Linked DNA regions of Mus musculus: region 2 is linked to region 1. The links are chromatin contacts, called in public Hi-C maps. All regions are on one chromosome and are shown on one strand. The core of a region is the stretch at or near the end of the contact, and the rest is flanking DNA. Distances in the headings are between cores, read along the strand shown. Region 1 has its middle 6.4 kb from the start of Gm41112. Region 2 overlaps Zmiz1 (zinc finger, MIZ-type containing 1).

Region 1 (4,632 bases), core at 1,115-3,614:
AGGAAGGGCAGCACTTGCTCCGGGAGCCGTGTTTTAAGAAGGCAGGAGGGGGAAAGATGGCAGCTGAGAGATTGGTGCCAGTCCAGTCCCTGTCAGCCTAGGGGCAAACATTGCCAACACACTGTCTCTGGAGCAACATATGTCCCCAAGCCCAACCAACCCCATGCCTGAGAGTAGAAACGCCTCTCAGGTGCCCTGGACTCTTTTCTTGGTTTTGGAATGTGCTGGGCCACCCCTAAGGCTCACTTTCCAGCTCCTGTGCTCTACTGAGAGTTCACAACCATGTCAGACATCGTCAGGGGATTCTGGCGCGACACCCCAACTCGTAACACCACAGCAGGGCAAGAGCTGGCTCTGCAAGGCCATGACTGGGAAAATCATCACCCAAGGTGGGGCAGGATAGGCTGCAAACTCCCCCCCCCCTCCAGGTTCCTCTGCTCCATCCTCTGCCGTGACCCATAAATTCACCAAGATGAAGTCATTCCCCAGCCGTGGCTGTAAAAAGTCAGCTGCATAGCTGCAGAGTTTGCAGCCGAGTCAGATTATAAAATAAAACCAGAGATTCTGGAGAGCGGAGGGTCAAGCCAGCCAGCCCTGAGGGGAGGGGAGATGGCTGTTCTGTTGTTTTTAACAAGCACCAGAAGGTTTCAGCTTTGTAAGATTCCTCACCCTGCTCCCCCACCTTCCCACAACTCCTTTTAAAGTAGAGGATCGTGCAACTTCAGGGCTTCTTCAGTGTTACAAAAATAAAACCAAAATACAAACTTAAAAAAGAAAAAAACAACAACAGTCTGTAAGTTCTCTTTCCTGCTGTGTTTGAAGCAGACCTCAGACCCTATTCTTCTGAAGTTTCCTGAAATTTGACCAGAATCTGGGAACTCAGAGAAGTCACAGACCCTGCCTCTTTCATTCCCTGAAGCCGGAGTGAGAGCCAGAGCCAGGAAGCTGGAGTGGCCCAGGAGCTGAGCATGCCACCTGCCCAACTCCAGTGGGACAGCTTTCTGATCTACATAGCAGGTTCTTGCCAGTTGCCTCTGGTCCCTCCAGGTCAGCCTTCACCACTTTCTCCATCTGAGTACATCCCTCATGCAGACACTAGGGGATGGTCTGGGAACAGAGCAATTGACAACGCAGACAAAGGCACTTGCCTCTGCTTTCTCTATCTGGGAAGGGCTGAGTAGCCAGAACCTTAAAAAAGTGAGACCACTAATGTCCTTGTCATCCTTCTAGCAAGGACACCCATGAAGGTCAGGCTGAGACCATCTCACATGTGCAATAACCTCTTAGCTCACCAAGTACCCATTTAGTCTTTGTACATCATGAGGAAAGAAATGAGCTGCGTAACAAATGACTCCAAGCACAGAGATCAGAACAACAAGTGTGCATCGTCTCATGGGATCTCTGGATGCACAAAGTCAGGAACGAGGCTGTGGTGCATCTGATGGCCTGACTGAGGCAGGTCCTCCCCTCTCCTCTCCCATGCATGGAGGTTTTTGCAAGGGCCTATTGAGGAGCTTGTTGGACAAAGGGCTCAGTTCCTCTCTAACTGTTGCCCTGAAAGTCCTTCTCTGTGGCTGCACAGACCTCGCTGTAGAAGGTTTCTTTCATCATGAGCAATGAGTGTGCCTAAGATGGACCATATACACTTTTTAATAACATGATCTTTAGTATGGTACTCCTATATAGTTCTGTATTTGGTTTGTTAGAAACAAGTTGCTGGGTCCAGCATACGCTCAAGGGAGAGCATTGTACAGTGGCTGAATACTAGGGGGGGAAGGAGAACTGGGGTCCATTTTGGAGGAGGCTACTTAAAATAGAATCTAAGCGGTGATAACCAAGACTTCAATGTGTATTGAACACCCTCCATGCTCTGAGAGCTGTTTTCAGTGAATTCCATATGAAGTTTTAATTCATACTCACTCCGATTCAGGAGATAGTTTCTCCATCTTACAGACAAAAAGTCTGATCCTCACAAGAGTTACAGAAGTGATTGAAGACTGCCAACCTATAAATAAGTTAAAAAAGCAAACAGTTGGTCCCTTCTAGAGCCTCATACAGTATGATGAAGTTGCCTCTTCTGAAAGGTCATCTAGAGGTCATTTGGCACACTCTCCTTTGCAGAAATGACAAGTGTAAAACCCAGAGACCCCAGATAACTGGCCAAGGTCACACAGTAAATGAGAAGCAGGGGAAAATGGGTCCTTGCATCTCTTAGAGCCCTGGTTCCTGAAGGGAGATGGACGAGAGAAACAGCAGATTTGTAAGGCGGCATCTCACACGAAATGGTGTGTGACATGCAGCTGTGTGGGGTGGGAAGCAGCATGAGTCATGAAGCAGTCAGTGTGGGACATGACGCCCTGAGTTGCGTGAAGCACCGTATGGCACAAAGTGATGAGGGGCGTTCAGCACTGTGTGGCAAGACGCCGTGTGGACCATGAAGCCACGTGGAGCATGACGCCGAGTGAAACTTAAAGCAATGAAGGGTGTGCTGCAGTGTGGGCTGTGAAGTAACATGGGGCATGAACCAGGGTGGGGCATGGAGCATTGCGTGGCAGACCAATGTGCCTAGCTACCTTTCTCCCGACCTGGAAACTCTGGAGAAACTCATCAGCTCTTTGACCATCAGCTGACCATGAAGCTTGAAGCTTCCCTCTACCCAAGCTTAGACATGAAACCCCTGGTGTCTGCTTGTACCTATACTTAATCCATGTCCCTTTTCAGGAATATTTCAGCTTGCCTTGGCTGGAAAAAAATAGGCCCATCACAGACATGAGTGTAATGGACTGGTTTAAGTTTTCCTGGGGGCTTAATAAAAGGTGGTAGTTTGGGTAACAGCTTTGCCATAGGCCCTTCTGTTAATACTTATCTGGCTAATGCATCTTGCAAATGGCCTCATGCAGCTTTGGGGACATTAAGAAGACTTCACAATGTTGTTCTACATATGGTATTTCTGCCTTGGAGTTTTTTTTTTTTTCTTTCCACTTGTATAAATTATTTTACGATGAAGGTGGCGGTGCTGAGGGAGAGGGGCCAGAGGAAGGGTTAGAATTTCACAGAATCCAGCCTGAGGCATTTTTTGGAGCCCAGAGGGAGCTCTGCCCCACATTCCTGAGCACAGGGACCAGGAGGAATGGAAGCTAAGCAGCTGAGGAACACCAGCTGTGCTCACACACATCACATACTAGCCGAGCAGGCGTCTGTTGCCTCAAAATGTCTTACACGTTGAGTAGACTCACCCCAAAAGGACATATCACGAGATGAGCGGAATTTCTGCTGTTACATGGGGTCCCAAGACTGAAGCCATCTTCCCTGCCCTTATCAGGCCAGCCAAGATAGCCAGAGGCAGGGCTATCTAAACACTGAACACGGGGCAAAATTCTACCTTACACATACCAGGCACAGATGTGGACCCAGCACTTGACTGATGTCCTCGTTCCACACAGCTGAAGGTTTCTCTATGCCAGATACCATGCCAGGCCCTCTAACCAGGACAAATACAGTCCAGTCCAAGCCGTAAAGAAAAGCCAACCTAATGAGGAGTATAGATCTGTCTACACCTACTACCAACCGATGGAGCGATGAATAAGTGTATGGAAGACAGTGCAGGGAGCCCCAGAGGCTCACAGAACCAGCTAGTCAGGAGGGTGGAGGAGACTGGTGGAGGATCCAGCTGCCAGGTATGCTCTGTGAGAGAAATGGAAGGTGGGAAACATGAGGAGAACCAGAGGGCATGCAAAGTCACAGCGAGGATTGTTAGTGCACATGGGATGTGGTCTCTGAGGTTGCATACCCTGCTGCAGATTCTAAGGGAGGCATGGTGTAAATAGTGTGTGTGTGTGTGTGTGTGTGTGTGTGTGTGTATCTGTGTGTCTGTGTGTGTTGTGTTTTCGGCATGTTATATGTGGGTACCTACTCTCATCGACAGAAACCTGCTGTCTCATCTTCTCTACCTTGTTTGGGACAGTCTCTCACTGAACCTAGAACACAGCAAACCAGAGCACATGACCCTGGGATTTGCCTGTCCGTCCTCTCGGGGCTGGAGCTAGCAGGCTCAATGTGCCTGGATTGTTTGTGGCTGCTGGATATCTAAGCTCAGGTGCTCAGGCTTGCGCAGCAAGCACTCTACCACTGAGCCAGCTTTCTGGCCTGATGACACACAGTGATGGGACACACAATGTGTATACCTTAATTTCACAAACTAACTCTATTTGATTCCTCGAATGATTATAACAGAGATTCCTGTAACTGTGCATCAGGCTGTCTATTTCTCTCCACCCTCTACTGCAGCCGAGGTTCTCCAGGGTTCCGGTCAGTGGTGAGTAAAGTGGTACCGCCTCCCCTGCTGCACGGTTTGCTTTCCTCACTGACTGAGCATGTCTTCAGAGACCTGCTGGCTTTTGAGCCTTTGACTGTGGGTTGTCTGTGCATAGCCCTCACCCATCTCTCTATTTGTTTTCTTTTATTTCTTTTTATGATCTGGAGGAGTTACATGAACAATTTACTTACTAATCATTCTCTGGTTTCAGATTTGGCTAGTCTGTCCAGATTGCCATGCCTCTGATAACGTTTGTATGGTATTTTGTTTTGGAGACTGGTATTTTTTTGTTTCCCTCCCTCCCTCCCTCCCTCCCT
Region 2 (4,251 bases), core at 721-3,220, 520 kb after region 1:
ATGACAACATTTAATTGGGCCTGGCATCAGGATCAGAGGGTCAGTCCATTATCTTCAAGATGGAAGCATGGAAGCCTCCAGGCAGGCATGGTACAGGAGGAGCTCAGAGTTCTACATCTTCATCTGAAGGCCACTAGGAAAAGACTGGCTTCCAGGCAGCTAGGATGAGGGCCTTAATGCCCATACCCACAATGACTCACTTCTTCCAACAAGTCCACACCTCCAAGTAGTGCCACTCCCTGGGCCAAGCATATTCAAACCACCACACTGCTGGAGGAATAGATTGGGGTGGTACCCTAAAGTCTGGCTTCTATGTTTCCTCTCTCTCTTTCCCTCCTTCCCCCTCCCCACCCCTCATTCCCTCCCTTCTTCCTTCCCTTCCTCCCTCCCTCTTTCTTTTTTCTTCCTTTCCTTTCCTTTCCTTTCCTTTCCTCTTTCTTTCTTTCTTTCTTTCTTTCTTTCTTTCTTTCTTTGTTTTTTTTCTTTCTTGCCAGAGCAAGGTTGTCCCCCTGGTCCTGTTTCAAAACACAGCCTCCAGTCAAGCTATGGGCAGAGTCTCCCAGCCCTGCTGCCAGTCCCCCTCCCCCCTCCCCCAACTCGCGCTGCAGATGTGCATGGTGATTGAATCATTTCTGCACACCGTTGCTCACACAGCTCCCCAGAGATGTGCTACTTGCCTGTGCAAGCTGTCAGGAGATGTGTGTGCTCCAGTGCATCTGGGCCAACAGCCCATGTGTGCACATACCAGCTATGGAGAGTGCAGAGGGGTACGTAGATGTGTGTGCCGTGTGAAAACACCTTTACCTGGAGACGCTCGGGTTTACTCGCTAGGCCTGAGAAGTGGGAAAAGAAAACACAGTATTTGTAAGATGGTTGTGAGGTGCTCTTCCCACACTGGGGTGCTCCGAGTGCCCACTGTACAGTAAAAATTCTCTACCCCTGTGTCCAGGGAAAGACCCTATATGTAAGACAGCCAGATGAGTTCTCGCCTGTTTGAGGCTTCTGTCCACTGTTTTCCACTGGTGTAGCTGAAGAGGTTGGCTTCTTAGTCCCCCTTCAGCTCTCTGCAGTTCATTCTCCAGGAGGCTTTAAGTGCACGGGGCCAGCTTGACCTGAGCGTTGCCAGGAGATGATACTGTCAACAGAAACTTCTCCCAGCACGACCACCCCTGGAAATCGGGAAGACTCAGCCTGACTACCATGTCACCAGCTAAAAACTTCCATACATGTAATGGTCTCTGGTCAGGCATAGCTTCAAGAGAGGCAGTGCCTGGGGCGTTGGGCCATCTGGCAGGGGGTTGGTGGAGTGGTGGAAGAGGCTTTCCGGGAGTTTTCCAGGCTACGGGCTCCACCGCTTGGGCAGAACCTTTGGATTTTAAAGTTGAATGTGCTGCTCCTACTGAGGTGGAGTTTCCAGGCAGCTGGAGCCCTTGGATTCTGGCGTTTGGCAGGCTGCCAGAGGATGGCTAGCCCAGGCCTTCATTTTACAGATATACAAACTGAGGCCCAGCTTCTTGCCCTGTTCACACAGTGGGAGGGTAGCAGAGCAGGTACCCACCCACTGTAGACCCCCCCAGGCTAACTAGAAAGACACAAGGACAGGGATGGCAGGACCACAGAAAAGTTTCCTGATTGAGTCCACACTTAATCAGAGGGCAGCAGACTGGAAAAGGCTACCAGGTTGGTACCAGGTTCTTGGTTGGTAGAGAGCCAGGTCCTGCCTGGGTGCTAGAGCTGCTTCCACTGATGGTTTTGTCTAAAGGCACCTGGAGGCAAACACAGCTGAGTGGTGCTTCTGTGGCAGTGGGGCGACCTCTGCTGGCCGCCAACGGCTTGCCGCTTCCTGACAACAGGGTGCTGTGATGGGGTTCTGGGTGGCCTTGCAAACCACTGGCTTTGGACCAATGGGATGGAACAAGGGCTTCATTTGGGACCCAGCCATGGCTTGAGATAGGAGTACGCAGGAGACTGTGGCCACCGGTCTTGGGGGGACATGGAAAGAGCAGCATGCTAATGGCTAGAAAGGCAGAGGTTTCTAGCTTAGCCCCGCTGGCAGCCTTGCACTTCATCTCTCAAAGGCTTTGCCTCGGAACTGGGCAGCCAGTGAAAACAGTGTGTACAGAAGCCAGGCTGTCCCTTCCATGCCCCACCCCCTTTTCCTGCCTGGTGCTAACCTCTCCTCAGGCCCTAGACCCTTAGCTTTCAAGTCCTTGCACCTTGCAGTGTGGAATTCAGGCCTGCCATCTCTGTTCATTCCTGTGTTATTGGCCCCCATTCTCTACTATTGATACAAGCAGTTTCAAAGTGACACCTCAACTAAGTATAATGTTTCAAGAAGCTCAAACAAGAGCTTCATGGATTCAAGGCCAGCCTGGGCTACATACAAAGACCCCATCTGGAAAAAATAAATGTAAAGGAGTGTGCTGTGTGGGCCTCTTTCTTCAGCTTTTATTTTATAAATGAAAATATATAATAGCTAGATAACTGTAATACCAGCACTGAGGCAGGAGGATTCCCCATGAATTTGAAACCAGTCTGAACTACAATGAGATTGTATTTGGGGAGGAGGGCAGGGACTCCCTCTGTTGTTCCTGTTGTCTGTAATGTCTCCTGACAGTTACCTCTCTGATGTCCTATGAGTCTCACAAGTGTTGGAAGCCCAGCCAGGTCACACCTTGATTCCATAAGATGGAGCCCAGACCTGGACAGATATAGACCATGTCATCTAGGACAAAATCATTATGGGTTTTGGGTTCCCCAAAACAAAATCAAATGGACTGTCAAGTTGGGAACAACTTTGCCCACAGGTATCCTGAAGACCTTTGAATCCAGAGACCCTGTGGAGGTTAGCCTGATCTAGAGTGGTACTGTCTGTCTCTTTGCTATTTGCCTCCTGAAGTGAGGCCTGGGGTCTTGACAGCGTTCATAAGGGAAAAGCAGCCTTGGGGCTGAAAGGTTGCTGACCAGGGATGTGCAAGCTCCTCATACTTGCTAGAAGCTTCCGTGGGTGGGCAGAGCATCCTTAGGCTACCGAAGATATCGATATGTGCAAGCATGTGTCAAGACCTCTCTGAGTTCCTGGTCCTAAATGGCATGGCCTTCCTGGAAGATCCTCCTTGGAGGCAGAACTTGGTGGAGCCACCAGTGACTCTTGTCTCCTATCCATGGAGAAACTGAAGCTTTGAAGCCAGGGACGACTGCACAAGGCCCTCCTGTATTTTAGAGTGCAGGACACCTTCGAGCTTTTAAAATGATGGAGAAGGTAGAGGTGTTCAGAGGACTTGAGAGTCTGGAGTCAGCATCTGGCCCTCAGGATGCTGTGGTTTGTCTAGAGTGCCCCCTGCTGGCTGGTATGCCCATGGAGGTCTTTTCCTGGTTGGTTACAGGCTCTGAGCTGGGTGCTGGTATTTCAGGCCTGGGGTTTCTTTGTGCTTCCTTTCTGGGTCCCCAGCCAGTCACTCGGATGACCTGGATTTGACTTTCTGGGCTTCTTTGGCTCACTACCCTTGTCCTAGCCAGCTTTAGAAGTCAGCCACACACACACACACACACACACACACACACACCGTATATGTATGTGTGTTTGGCTGAATATATATATATATATCTCACATGCACACCAGATACCTGAGGAGCCAGAAAAGCGCGTCAGATCTCATAAAACTGGAGTTACAGATAGTTGTGAGCCATCACATGTTGCTAAGAACCAAACTCAGGTCCTCTGCAAGAATAGCAAATGTTCCTAACCATTGAGCCACTTCTCCAGCCCTAGAAAACATACACTTTACAGGAATCCTGGCTGCCATTATTTGCCCATGTTTAGAGTGAGATGATCATTCACAGGCCAAGAACCAAGATAACCTGTCCGATGGTGTTCCATGGGTCCACTTCTACCCCTTATCTCTGCCTTCCCTGTGGTTTATCTCTGTGTCACTGGAGTGCTAGCTGAGGCTCTCTGCAAGTATGCAGAGAGGAGGAGACAGCCTCTGCATGAGGCACCCCGGAAGGTGCCAGGGTGTGCTGCACCCCTCATAGCCTCCAGCAGGGACCCCCTAGGCACTCCCCAGAACCTGTCTCATAGGTTGGAACAGGGAACCCAGGATTCTGCTCTGGCTCTTACAGGATCAACTGTAAACAGAGTCACAGTTTCCTCACCTACAATGTGGGAATATTGCAGTCTCTGTCAGACTCTGATTGTCCTGCTTCAACCATCCAAATGCTGCGATTATGAACACACGCCAAGAGTCAGTT

The links. A called contact is a pair of places that touch in the nucleus more often than the background predicts.
Region 2: a contact with region 1 is called in a Hi-C map of cerebral cortex, with 4 times the contacts expected there. The contact joins two enhancer-like sites. A contact is called at or near these places in 2 of 15 datasets of contacts at CTCF or cohesin (large pre-B cells and pro-B cells), 16 of 484 Hi-C or Micro-C datasets (B cells, CD4 T cells, the HPC-7 cell line and 9 more), 2 of 115 datasets of contacts at active chromatin or transcription factors (embryonic basal ganglia and large pre-B cells) and 1 of 9 other capture datasets (embryonic stem cells).

Annotation. Positions count from the first base shown.
Region 1 is chr14:25,041,952-25,046,583 of GRCm38.p6, forward strand. No RefSeq gene overlaps it. Among named protein-coding and RNA genes, the nearest start is that of Gm41112, 6.4 kb to the right of the region's middle. Within about 2 kb of position 2,365, at least 27 of the 459 cell types and tissues checked have an H3K27ac peak or open chromatin away from gene starts, as enhancers often do. A contact at or near this core is called in cerebral cortex, where this site is marked.
Region 2 is chr14:25,564,106-25,568,356 of GRCm38.p6, forward strand. The region is part of intron 3 of Zmiz1 (zinc finger, MIZ-type containing 1); the gene reads left to right. Among named protein-coding and RNA genes, the nearest start is that of 4931406H21Rik, 21 kb to the right of the region's middle. Within about 2 kb of position 1,971, at least 22 of the 459 cell types and tissues checked have an H3K27ac peak or open chromatin away from gene starts, as enhancers often do. A contact at or near this core is called in cerebral cortex, where this site is marked.